Linked DNA regions of Mus musculus: regions 1 and 2 are each linked to region 3. Evidence: chromatin contacts called from public HiChIP or PLAC-seq data. All regions are on one chromosome and are shown on one strand. Each heading gives the region's core, a stretch centred on a gene start, on an enhancer-like site or on the middle of the called end of the contact. The rest is flanking DNA. Distances are from core to core; before and after follow the strand shown.

Evidence for each region. HiChIP or PLAC-seq counts read pairs in DNA pulled down with a chosen protein or histone mark.
Region 1: a contact with region 3 is called in an H3K27ac HiChIP or PLAC-seq map of T-cell acute lymphoblastic leukemia, with 4 times the contacts expected there. The contact joins the enhancer-like site here to the promoter of Runx2os3 in region 3. A contact is called at or near these places in 6 of 39 promoter capture datasets (the HPC-7 cell line, cranial neural crest, hippocampal neurons and 3 more), 1 of 484 Hi-C or Micro-C datasets (bone marrow-derived macrophages) and 1 of 115 datasets of contacts at active chromatin or transcription factors (T-cell acute lymphoblastic leukemia).
Region 2: an H3K27ac HiChIP or PLAC-seq map of T-cell acute lymphoblastic leukemia shows a contact between it and region 3, with 6 times the contacts expected there. The contact joins the enhancer-like site here to the promoter of Runx2os3 in region 3. A contact is called at or near these places in 8 of 39 promoter capture datasets (the C10 cell line, cranial neural crest, embryonic stem cells and 5 more), 2 of 15 datasets of contacts at CTCF or cohesin (large pre-B cells and pro-B cells), 2 of 484 Hi-C or Micro-C datasets (bone marrow-derived macrophages and embryonic stem cells) and 1 of 115 datasets of contacts at active chromatin or transcription factors (T-cell acute lymphoblastic leukemia).

Annotation. Positions count from the first base shown.
Region 1 is chr17:45,001,850-45,005,762 of GRCm38.p6, forward strand. It overlaps Supt3 (SPT3, SAGA and STAGA complex component), which reads left to right. Exons shown (of 12, transcript NM_178652.3): 6 at 1,241-1,380. Among named protein-coding and RNA genes, the nearest start is that of Gm52304, 120 kb to the left of the region's middle. Within about 2 kb of position 2,627, at least 5 of the 459 cell types and tissues checked have an H3K27ac peak or open chromatin away from gene starts, as enhancers often do.
Region 2 is chr17:45,047,182-45,051,432 of GRCm38.p6, forward strand. It overlaps Supt3 (SPT3, SAGA and STAGA complex component), which reads left to right. Exons shown (of 12, transcript NM_178652.3): 11 at 1,101-1,211. Among named protein-coding and RNA genes, the nearest start is that of Gm35097, 98 kb to the right of the region's middle. Within about 2 kb of position 2,935, at least 2 of the 459 cell types and tissues checked have an H3K27ac peak or open chromatin away from gene starts, as enhancers often do.
Region 3 is chr17:44,559,568-44,563,685 of GRCm38.p6, forward strand. Runx2os3 (a long non-coding RNA gene) reads left to right here and starts at 2,408. Exons shown (of 2, transcript XR_876810.3): 1 at 2,408-2,539; 2 at 2,985-3,144. It also overlaps a transcript of Runx2 not described here.

The DNA.
Region 1 (3,913 bases), core at 1,377-3,876, 440 kb after region 3:
ATGCATACCCTGAGGACAGAGCACATCTATGAATGATTGCCACTTACAGCATTTCCCCAGTGCAAACACTGACACAACATGTCTGCCCATCGACAGAGGAGGGCCTAAAAACCGTGTTAGTAGATACTATAAGACATAGATGATTATGCAGGACTTACAGAAGAATCAGATCTTTTTCTGTCCTCAGTGAGGAAACATGGGCAGAAGAGAGGATAAAAGAATCTTTCTTCATAACGAAAGGCTATAAGAGCTAATTTTAAAGGAAAATGAATAAAATACATATATAAAGGATTTTATTGTAAATATGTGAACACAGAGAAGTATATGGTGATTATATACAGGAGAACCATTGTGAGTTGTATCTTAAGTCGAGGATTGGTGGATAACATAAAGAGAGAGAAGAAAAGGGGAAGGGAAGGACAGCAAAGGAGAAAGCAGTACATATCATATTTTTGGTGTGTGTATTTTTGTTCCCCGACACGCACACGCACACTTGGTGTTGGAGATTTTGCCCCCAGAGTCTTGCACATGAACCACAAACACACTATCACTCAACTACATCCCCAGCCCTTACTGTGATCATATGTGTTTATTAAAATTTTTATTTCAGAAGAAAAGGACTTAGGAGGTTAGACCCTCATTCTGTGCGTGCTGACATAGGTGCCGAAGCCCTTGTACTTTTTACTTTAATGGCCTTACCATAAATTGTCAAAGTTCGAAAGAAATGCATTCAAGTGTCTTTTATTAATTACATTTCTTAATAAGTTTCCATCTGTAGTATTTGGGTTTTTGTTTGTTTGTTTATTTGTTTGTAATCTCTAGTCTATAGAAGAATATCCCTCTTAGTCTTCCTCTTTGATCAGATAACATTTCAGGCTGTCTTGTGTAGCAGTTTTGGTCACATCTGCCTTCTTTGCTCGCATTTACCCAGCGCCCCCTCTTTTTCCTGCTTGTGTTATATTTCTCTCGTAAGTACTGTGGAGCAGTATTATAGCCAAACCTGAGAGCCCCTCTTCCTTTCCTAAGGGATTCAGTCAGCCCTTTCACACTTACTACGGTAATTAATAAGTGATTTGATGCTATTTTTTGTTTTGTGATATTGGTGACTGCTTTCTGTAGACGAGTTCTCTGTAAAGATGGCTCTGAGTGAATGTCACATGCGGTGTTTGCAGTGCTGGTTTGTGCTGACGAACCCTGCTCAGTGCAGTTGTGCTTTGTCTCCTTCCTAATCCTCATGAAGAAAAACTGAGTGGCAGCAGCGGTACAAACAAGAGACAGAAGATCGCTCAGGACTTGATCAACTCTATCGACCAGACAGGAGAGCTGCTGGCAATGTTTGAAGACAACGAGCTTGATGATGTCAAACAGGAGAGAATGGAGGTATGCACGGGCGTGTGTTTTGTTCTTGTGTTTTGTAGTGGGTTAAGTGCCCGTGGCAGTGCCTTTGTCTGCAGCAAGCTCGGGAGCAAGCCCTGGGAAGTTTGAGAAACATCTTACATTTTCATTCTGTGTTTTCTTCTTTGGAAATGACAGGCATTCCTTACTCTGGATCTGACATTTGCTGATGCACCTTATTCCATTCAGACCACTTTAGATTAAATATTTACTTAATCTTTTTGTTGTTCCAAATTATCCAGTTGCCTCTGGGCAAAGGTAATTCTTAGCGCTTTTGTCTCTGCACACAGTGAAGAGCTGCCTTCAGATTGCTGTTGGCAGCCTGCGGTTAGCCTCTCTGGCTAAGGTGCTGTCCAGGGAAGCTATGTGCTTTATATCACTGTCACAGAACGCAAGTGGCGTATTTGCATTCCCTATACATGTTCTCACAATGAATATAAAAATTGTATGTCTTGTGTTTACTTTAGCGATCTATACTTTACATAACTGTTTCTTTCAATATACTCTAGGAAACATGAAAGTAATGATTGACTTCACCTGAGCACCTTCAACATACACAGCAGTGTTCTTAGTTTTTACTGCAACTATTCTACTTTTACATTCAAAAAGGAATCTCAGTTTCCCCTCTCTTTAAATTGGGCAAGAGGTAATTCCAGAAATCTAAGGGAGTTTCTAAATGCCTACTGCACTGTGGTCTCTATGCATACTAAACTGGGTAATTATTTCACATTAAATTTTGGAAGGAGCCCAGTTGACATCTATGCATTGTAAATTTTAACAACATTCTTTAAAGAATTAGCATGCCTAGATCCTGAACTGTGATGTGAAGGCAGTAGTCTCTTAGGTATCAATTACCTTAGAAAAGTGTGGTTATCTTGCTTTGAGGCAACTACAAATGGTTTTACTTCAACTTCGCCATGGGCCAAAAATATGCTAAGTTGTCTAAAGCAGATGATAAGCATATATTTCTGATGTCATTATGTCCTCAACAGGATACGATTTTGTAGGGCATGGTTTCACTTATGGTGTTGCTTGGGGAGAAAAGTGTTTGTGCTTAGTCTTTACTATTTCATATCATGAGATGTGTGTGGAGGGAGCCTGTAAGGGAGGGCTCTACAGCATTGTAGGTAAAATCTGAGCACCTGACTTTTCAGTTTCACTGAGGCAGATCTCTGCTAAACAAGTCAGCCCACAGTTGAGGAAGAGAGTCAAGGTGCTGAAACGCCAGGCTCTAAATAGCAGAGGAGAGCTGGAAGAATGTTGGAACAGTAAAGTCAGTTAAGACTCCAGAGCAGGGACAGCCCCATGCTCACACATCTGAACCATTGTCCGCTATTGTATTATACACTGTACAGTGTTAATGAGGATAATGAAATATCAGCAAAGCTTGTCGAGGACACGCCGAGCAGAAGTCAGCCTTATCTGTACAGCAACCCGAAGTTGACGGTTTCTTTAAGCCACAGCATCCTAAGAACCTTCTTCTGCCAGGGTGACAGCAGTTTCCATATTTCACTCAGTCAAATGGCATAGTTGAAATGAATAAAAAATGATAGACTTGTAGACATAACTGCAGACAGTACAAGTAGAAAGGGGAACCATTAAGAGCAGAGGCCTTGCCTGCTTCTAATTTGACAGGTTAGAGTTTCAAGAGTAAACCGCAGCTGTGGCAGTCCATATGAAACCACTTTGGACTTACAGACTGCAATCTCTGCCTTTTAAAGTGCAGTCGAATAATCAGGCTCGGCATCATTCCGTGATTGAATTTTCCTCTAAGCATCACTTATGCTTGCAGAAATTGTGCCCTACTTTCTCTCCTACAATGGAGGAAATGGTGTGGACCCACCAATGGAGTTGCACTAGGACAGGCTTTCTTGCCTCCCCTCCCCCCTCGCCCGTGTGAGCTAGCGAGCTCTCTCTGTCTCTCTCTGTCTCTCTCTGTCTCTCTCTCTGTCTCTCCTCCTCCTCCTCCTCTTTTCTTCCTCCTCCTCTTCTTCCTCCTCCTCCTCTTCTTCCTCCCTCCCTCCCTCCCTCCCTCTTAGCTGTTCTCATATAAATAAATGATAAAGAACAAACTTTTACAAGCATAAAGACTCACTTGGGACCCTCACTGCTTCTGAAAACATGTGGGTGGGTATAAAGTATATTCTTAAAAGGACATGTGTAAGCATGTTCTTTACTATGGTTTTGAGCTGATAATATGTGTGTGCTTGACTGAGTTTCCTTGGAATCTATTTCATTGCCATTAAGTATAATGGGGCCAGAAACAAGAAAACTGACTGAACTTTTACATTTTTACTTTGACAGTAAACCTTCATCATAGTTAACCATCTCAACCTGTTTACTCTCCTGAACCAAATTCCCAACATTTGGCTATCTGTGTAGCAGAGAGAGATCACTATAGAAGTGATCTGTGATGTTCCCTCCAAGAGAGAGAGAGAAAGACAGACAGACAGACAGACAGACAGACAGATTCCTCTTATTAGTTTTAGTATATTAGAGACATGAAGCACAGAGGGGG
Region 2 (4,251 bases), core at 1,685-4,184, 490 kb after region 3:
TTACTAATTTGTACCTAGACTGAAAGTTCATTTCCAAATTTCAGGGAAGAATAATAAAGAAAAGTAAGTCTTCCTCTTTCCCGTCTTCCAGCCACTCAGCATGCAGGAGAGCCCGGGGTTATAGTCCCTGAACCCACACAGAGACGGCCCATGTTCAAACGGATACAGTCTTCCTTCTCAATAAGCGGCAACACAGCATCTTGTCATTTTTCATATAACATATCTTAGGCATGGCAGTGTGAAAATGATTCCAGAAGGCCTCCACAGGGTGTCTGTCATCTCTGTTGTCAAATGCCTGTGTCATATTTTATTTGTCCAGTTCTACTGATAGCCTTTGGTTACCAACCCAAGCAGCAGTAGATTAACTCATGTGTGTGCTTATACATATGATTTTGTACTCGTGTAAATACATCATTAAGAAATTTCCTAAAGGTAAAATTGCTGTACATACATAGTTTCTTGAGTTTGTATTAATGTTCTCATTGTTCAGAATCTCTTTCTTTCTGTGTCTTTTTGTGATTTCAAGCATACCTTTCATAGACAGGATAAAAAGGAAGGTTTTATTTTACTTTATCCCCAGTACACCTAAAATATTAAAAATCAAATGAAATGGTCTTCTATGACAGTCGCCAATATGACAAATATGTGGCCAATTTATATTTTTCATTTTAAATTCACGACTCAAGTCATTTCAGAAATATGCCCAAGAATCCCAAGAAGCATTTATAATAATAAATGTTTAAGGGTTTTTTTTTTTTTTCCAAAAAAGAAAGAGCTTCCTGTGGGTCTTGCAACAAGTCCCCGTGACACTTTTCACCAGCACACAAGTGGCTGTGCTCTCCTACCTGACATGCAAGCTTGGGTGAAATATTGGAGGCATAAAAACTGCATTTGGTGGGTCTGCTCTGCCAGGGTCATGGGAAGGTCATCTTTGATTTGTTAATGGAACTTTCTTTCTAGATGAAGTATATGGCGACAGTGATGCGCATCCTAAGGGGAAAATGGTCCATTTTATAAAAGGTTTATTTTCATATTTTATACACTGTAGTTCTGTTGTGTGTTTTTGATTTAGTAACAATTTATGTGTTTTTCTGTCCCAGAGCACTGCGGCCTGTGGTGTCGAGGCTCACAGCGATGCCATCCAGCCCTGCCACATCAGAGAGGCCATTCGACGCTACGGCCACAAGATTGGCCCTCTCTCCCCATTCACAGTGCGTAATAACAGAGTTATAAAAAGTTATATTTATAATCTGAAAGAATCTTGATTTTCAAGTGGTCAAATGAAGAAGCGATGGAATTGTTGAAAGCAATTTGTGGCGGCTGTAATTTTGTTGTATAAAAGTAGCATAATTCTCTTGGGAAATAAAAGTTAGTCATTTTTGTCTCTTTTTGGAAGGGCAACTTTTTTCTACAAAATATTATTTTCTTTCAATTACATATTAAGCTTTTTGTTGGAGCTTATAGTTTCTATTTTTTCAAAGCTTAAGTTTACAAAACTTTTTTGTCAAATTATATGTATCCAAACGTTGCTAGAAGCATTTTGTATTTAGAGTCGGTTAGACTGGCACGGCCACTTCTATCAGATGTCCTTTTCCTAAACATACTTTGAGTTGGAAGAAGAAGAAATGATTTCTGTGCTGGCTTTGAACAGGGCTCAACTGCAGACAGGCTTTCACATCTTTAAATAATTTGAAGGCTTATAATCAGGGCTTGTTTTTAATGGAGAGCTGAAGACTTAACGTTTCAGCAGCCTTAAGAGTGAGTGTGTTTGTGTGTGAGTTCTAAGTGAATGCTCATCTCATAGGCTTGCCTATATCTTTATTTATATTAATGGAAGTGTGCCCAACTCCCTCTCTGCTTCCAAGAAATAGGGTTTGACCTTCAGAAAGGGGCTCGATGTGCATGGTTTTCAAGGTTCATCTGTATTGTAGTGTGTTGAGATTTTATTCTCTTATAAAGCTGAATAGTATACCATCCCCAAAACTCTGATATATGTATGTGTGTGTGTGTGTGTGTGTGTGTGTGTGTATTCGCATGCATACATACATACATACATACATACATACACACACACACACAGAGGTATGTGTGTGCACATGCCTGCATGGAATGACAATGTAGAATATATTTGCAGTCATCACAGGATGAGCTCTGTCATGCACTTGCAAGGTGTTTTGGGGTATGCTGAAAAGCCTTTTGTGGCCCATACTCTTCTTAGAGCTGTGATTCTGCCTCGGCATTTAAGACAACTAAGGGAGCTTGCTTCTAGGGGTACAGTTAGCTATTTAGTCTATAATCATGCTTACATATGGAATTTTATTCTCTTATGTTCTAGCTCCACAGAAAGTTACCTGATCCAATAAAAGCTAAGGGGGATAATGTGTTTTTCTACTCGGATATTAGGAGAAGCTAAACCAGATGTAGGCATTACACATGGGAATTGGTCATCACACTGAGTGGACAGTTTCTCCGGCTTTCAAATCTGTAGTGCTGGTTTGATATAAACTATTTTCAGTCTTTCCTTCTGTAAGCTGTGCTTGAGCTTGAAACTAAGTGACCGTGGAGGTAAACCTTCTCAGCCTCTGCATGGAGATTTAGGACACAGCCTGCAGTGTTCAGGAAGCTAACCACTGCCTGGCCACCTGGGTTCTGCAGCTTCAAGGGGGTCACTGCTGCGGCAAGTTAAAATACCTGTAGGTATTCTGCGTGGACAGTACAGAGCAGAGTTACTGCATTTCCTACAGCCAGAGCCTTCTGTGTGTGCTGGGATGGCCACGGTGCTGATATGCATAGCCTGCACATCAGCTCAATTTAAGGAGATAGGTTTTCATTTTAAAAGGCAGACTTACGTGTTATAATTATACCATGAAACTGTCTACCGATTCTGTGACTCAGACAAAATAGAGTTGGCATGTCCAGCCTTGAAGACTGGGCTGTTCCTTAGGCCTCTGGGGAGAGAGCAGAGTTTGCAGCTGAGGTTACCCTCTGGGGCGAGGTGGGGTCTTTGCTTTCTGTGAAGTTCCTCAAGCTCTGATGGTGGCTGAGAGTGAGCATCCAGGCTGTGGGTCACCTGCTCTGCTTCCCACAGGCATCGTAGTTCAGCACTTTCCTATGGCATCATTAGTGTTGCAAAGAGTATTGCTTGTGTGTTCACTAGACAACAGTTGCTTTGAGCTACATATGAACCTTGGCTAATGTTTTTTTTTTAATTTTTTTCATACAATATATTTTGATCATATTCTTTTGCCTTCCCCAACTCTCTCCTCCCTGGCCCTCCCCACCAACAACCCCCTCCCCTTCTCTGTCTCAGAAGAGGGCGGGAGATAATACAAAAAAATTAAGATCAAAACAAAATGAGTAAGACAAAAAAAAAAATCACACCCAAAAGTCATGGAGTCTGTTTCCTGTTAGCTAACTGCTCCTGGGCATGGGGCCTTCCTGGGAGTGTGGGTGCTATACCCAGTGACACTCCATTGGAAAACACTTACTGTCCCTCTCCCAGCAGGCATCCATCAGAAAGTGCTTCTTGGTTGGAGGTGATACTCTATGTCTACTTACTCTCTGCCCTGGGCTTGTGTCTGGTTGGAACCTGTGCAGGTCTCATGCCTGCTGTAACAGTCTCTGTAAGTTCCTCTGGGTATCAGCCTAAAGTACATTTGTAACAACCTACTGCACTCTGAGATTATCAAGTCTCAGTTTGGACATGAAGGACACACACATATAGCATCACCAACCAAGAGGGCTCATGAATGGCTTTGTAACAGCCGTCTGCAGCTGTGTGTGTATAACACCAAAAAACTCAATGAGTGAAGCAGACACCCCTTCATTCCAGTCATTTTGAAGAGTCATTGTGGGTTCTTTCCCTTGTATTTTGCATTTGATTAATTTTTCTTTATGGTATTTGGTGTATGACTATTAGGTGTCATTTTAGGGAACCTTCTCTAAAATCTCCTCTCTGCTCACTGTCCTTCCAAGTGTCTTAGTTGTTGGCACTTAGCTGTCACCTTCACACTCCGTCCCCCCAGCCACTATTCAGATGAGTTCATTACTCATACTTATTTCCTGCTCTGTAGGATTCTGTGTTTCCAAATGGAGCTAGTATTTCATATCTGCTCAGTGGGTGTCTTCAGCGAGGTTGAGAGGAGAAAGAGAACTGTCAGTTTACTTGGTCCCTGCAGCAGTAACTTACCTGGGGAAGTCAGGGAGTTTGTTAACAAGAAATTGTTCGGGTCCATTTTGAAACCTCCTGGT
Region 3 (4,118 bases), core at 1,158-3,657:
TGCATGTGTGTGTGTGTGTGTGTGTGTGTGCATGTCTGTATACAGGAGTGAACATAGGTGTGTGAGGACTTGCATGTAATGCATGAGATGCGTGGAATGCTTCTGATGAATGCAGTGATTGGAGGAAAGCTTCGAGTGCTGCAGCTCACCAACTGCTCTTGCCCTTGACAAGCTTGGCCAGGGAAGCCCAGGGATTCTCCAGTCTCTGCGTCCTTAACTCTGGCATCACGAACTCATGGCACACACCCAGTGTCTGTGGTTCAAACTCAGGTCCTCCTGCTTGCCAAGCAGGTACTCTACACACTGAGCCACTACTCTGACCCCAGGGACTTTGAGGACTATTAACAGAGATAGTCTCAACAAAATAACCCTCCTTAACAAAAAGCAGTATCCTCAAATCCCTCCCTTCCTCCAAATCCTCTTCCTCACTTCCGGATCCATCCCCAAAATGGTCTAACGCACTCAAGGGAAGAGGAGGGCAAAATGCAACAGGCAGTTTGGAGGTAATAGTGAAGCTCCTTAACAACCATTCAGAAGAAAGCAAAGCAAGCGTGCTATACATTCCTGGCTCCGGGCAGATTAAAGCCACATGACAAGATGGCTCGCATTCTGTCAGGCTGTGAGCTTGCACTGACTCACGGACTAAACTGCAGCTCCTCCTGCCATGCGCATCTGCTTCTCTTTGACTAGGATGGCATTCCTGGTAGCTGGGAGAAGGCGAATTTTCCCTCCAGTTTTGGAGATCCCCTGAGATTACCAACAATTATGCAGTAAATCTTGAAGATCTATCTCCCCTCAAACACAGTGTGCTATGGCATATGAGGTTACAAGATGCATAATTAGAGCTCATTCAACTGACAGATTAATGAGGGCGTAGCAAAGGCCAGATAGTAGTAAATTAGGCAGCAACCTCGGGCATTACACGGGCTCCAAACTGTGCATCCTTTGCCGTGTGTTGGCTGTTCTTCGCAGTGTCTGAAATGTCTCTGTTTTATGAAGTGTTTGTTTGAGGAAGCTCAGCGTGGATGCTTTTGTGCTGGCATGCACGAAACTGTCCAACTTCAGAGCCACCTGCATGACACACAGACTCTATCCTCACAGTGATAGGCAAGTTAGAAATATCTTTTATAGCTAGACTTAAAGAGGGGCTGGAGAGATAACTCAGTGGTTAAGAGTACTTGCTGTCTAATCGTGGGGACCAGGGTTCAGATCCCAGCACCCACATAACAAGCCAATCACCTTCAAACATCTATAAGTCCTGCTTCGTGGGAGCTGGTGCCCTCTTCTAGCCTCTACACAAGTAGACATGAGCGCACTTGCACACCTGCACGCACGAATGTGTGTGCATACAAACACTAAACAATTAATTAACAAGCACCTGAATTTTAAAAACTCTTACTGGTATAAACTCTTTTCTCTATAAGTATTTTTTATGAAATGAGGTCTCACTCTATATAACCCAGGCTGACCTAGAACTCACTACACTGTTATCCAACATAGCCTCTATACCCACAGTAATCCATCTGCTTCAGCCCCTCCAACAGTGGAATTACAGGCATGTGTTACTGTGCCCAGCTCCTTGCTGGAAATCAGGTGTTCCCATGGAGAAAACACTTGAAGGATTAACATAGTCTCTCATACGGGAGAGGACAGTTCACCAAAACATATATAACAACATCAAGCAAATCCACTCGGGCTGTGGGGGCTAGACTGATTGATAGATGCAGGTGACGTCACAGGCCTTGATTGACTGATAGATGCAGGTGACGTCACAGGCCTTGATTGGCATAGCCTCAGCTTCTGTACACAACATTTCCCGGAACTCACTAGCCAGAGAGCAGATTTCCAGTATCCCTTTCCTACCTTCCCTTTACAAGTACAATTCTCAGAGTTCTTCTCTTTAATTTCCCCTCTCTTCTGGTTTCTACACCTCTCTTTAAAAATTACACACACACACACACACACACACATATGGTTAAATAAATATATTTAAATGTGTTTATACATGTGTATCTGTGTGTGGGTATATGCATGAATGCAGGTACCCATGATATCCAGAAGAGGATGTCAGACTCCAGGATACAAGAGATGCAGGCAGCTGTGGGCAACCTGACACGTTTCCTGGGAACTCCAGGTCTCTATAGGAGCAGTATGTGCTCTTGATCCCTGAGCCATTTTTCGAGACCCGGCTTCCTGCAACTTTGAGAGTATCTTTCAATCCCAGGTCTTTCTTCGGGCACCAGCTTTCTCCTTGCCTTTGTCTCTAGCCATCCTCCAAATCTCTCAATGAGCTGTTTGCGGACACCCTAAAAGAATACCTGTGCAACTTTAAGATGACATCTCAGTTTCTTCACAGTGAATTTCGATGTCACAGAGGACCTGCCGCCTGGCATTCTGTTTGCGAAGATTCCATTGTTCAATTATGGGAAATGTCTGCTGAATAACCTAGACAGCATAGCAGTGATGCTGTCAATCCCATTAGCCAAGCCAGGCTCCCTCTCCTCAGAGATACTGGAGCTTCATCTTTCTACTCAGATAAGTGAGATGCTGTGTTCCCAGGGGGGACTTGTTTCAGAATTGTTATTCCTCACAGGCAGATGGGATGAGTAGGCTGCTGGCTGATTTTTAGCCACACATATGCACATACATGCATTCATTGGGGGGGTCTCTGTGTCAAGGAAAAGACAGGACACTCTGCTCCTTTCCCTAGAGCTCATAGCTTTCTTCCCCCTGAAACTCACCCTTGGAAGAATTGCCTCTCGAAAGATCCCACAGATGAGACTTGGGAGATATGCAGATCCCACAGCGATGCCCTACAGTGAGCTGGAGATAAACTGAAGGGTGCCTTTAAGGGCCCCAAGGGAAGGACTTTGAGAAGGGAAGAAGGGATGGGAGGTGCAGAGGTGTGTTCCAAGGCTGTTGGGCTCAGAAGGGTCTGCCAGAAAGCTAAAGATCTAAGTCAAGACCTATGGTATCTCCTGCAGGAATCTCCAGGCACCTTGGGAGGATGGACAGTCTGGGCTCATTTGATGAAGAGTCTGCTGCAAGCTCATGGGGACTTGACTTCTGATCCCCAGAAGTCATGTAAAAGCCATGCATGGTGACACGCATCAGGAGCCTCTGATCTAGGAATGCAGAGCTAGGCAGGTCCCTAGGGCTCATTGGCCACCCAGCCACACAAAATAAGTCCCCATTTCAATGAGAGGCACCATCTCAAGAATAAAAATGAGGGGCAGAGCAGTTGAGAATGGCTCCCAAAGTCAACCTCTAGCCTATAACACTAACACACACACACACACACACACACACACACACACACACACACACACCCCACAGAGAGAGGGGTGGTATGTGTACCTCATGACACAAGACAGGATTTATTCTGGAGCAAACAGAGAACAAAGAAGTACCTGCTGTGCCCCACAGGATTTGGGGTCCTTCCTTGGGGTTATATCACAGGGACCATCTTGAAGGCGCACTGCCATCAAATGATGGACAGGCTCCTTCCTAAAGACTTCTATCCAACAGCTTTGTGTCACAGCAAAGCCAAGGTTTATGCAGAAAGCAACTAGTAGCTTGGTTAGAAAAGCCTCGCCTATGCTCTTTTCAGACACTTAGGCCATCTAAATTCCAGGACCCAAGTACAATAAAAATAGCAGAGGTGGGAGCCGTGCCTATGGGAAGAGATCATATCCTAAACTCATCATTAAATTGCCGGGCAGAGTGGGTGATGAAAAGCACCAGAAAATACGATGCTTTGGTGAATTGGGGTCTCATTACTGTTTAATTGCGTCTCCTGTGAAACATTTAGATCTATGGGCAGCCATGGTGGGTGAGAACTCTCCTCTAGCGGCCCCTAAATGACTTCACCTTCACTTTCATTTTGGTAGTGGAGGGAAGCCAGGACATTTGCTAAAATATTTGAATGACGGGGGGTGTGTTTTAAAGCCTGTAAGTGTGAGGCCAGTCACCACAGAGAAAAGAACTTTCTAGAAAGTTAGCACATGTGTTGCTAAGCACTAGGGTAGCCACACAGGAGGTCCAGCCACATTGCTTGCTCCCTTGTGCCCTCTGTTTCAGACTTTCCCAGAGCAGTAATCTGCTTCCTTGCTGGTTCC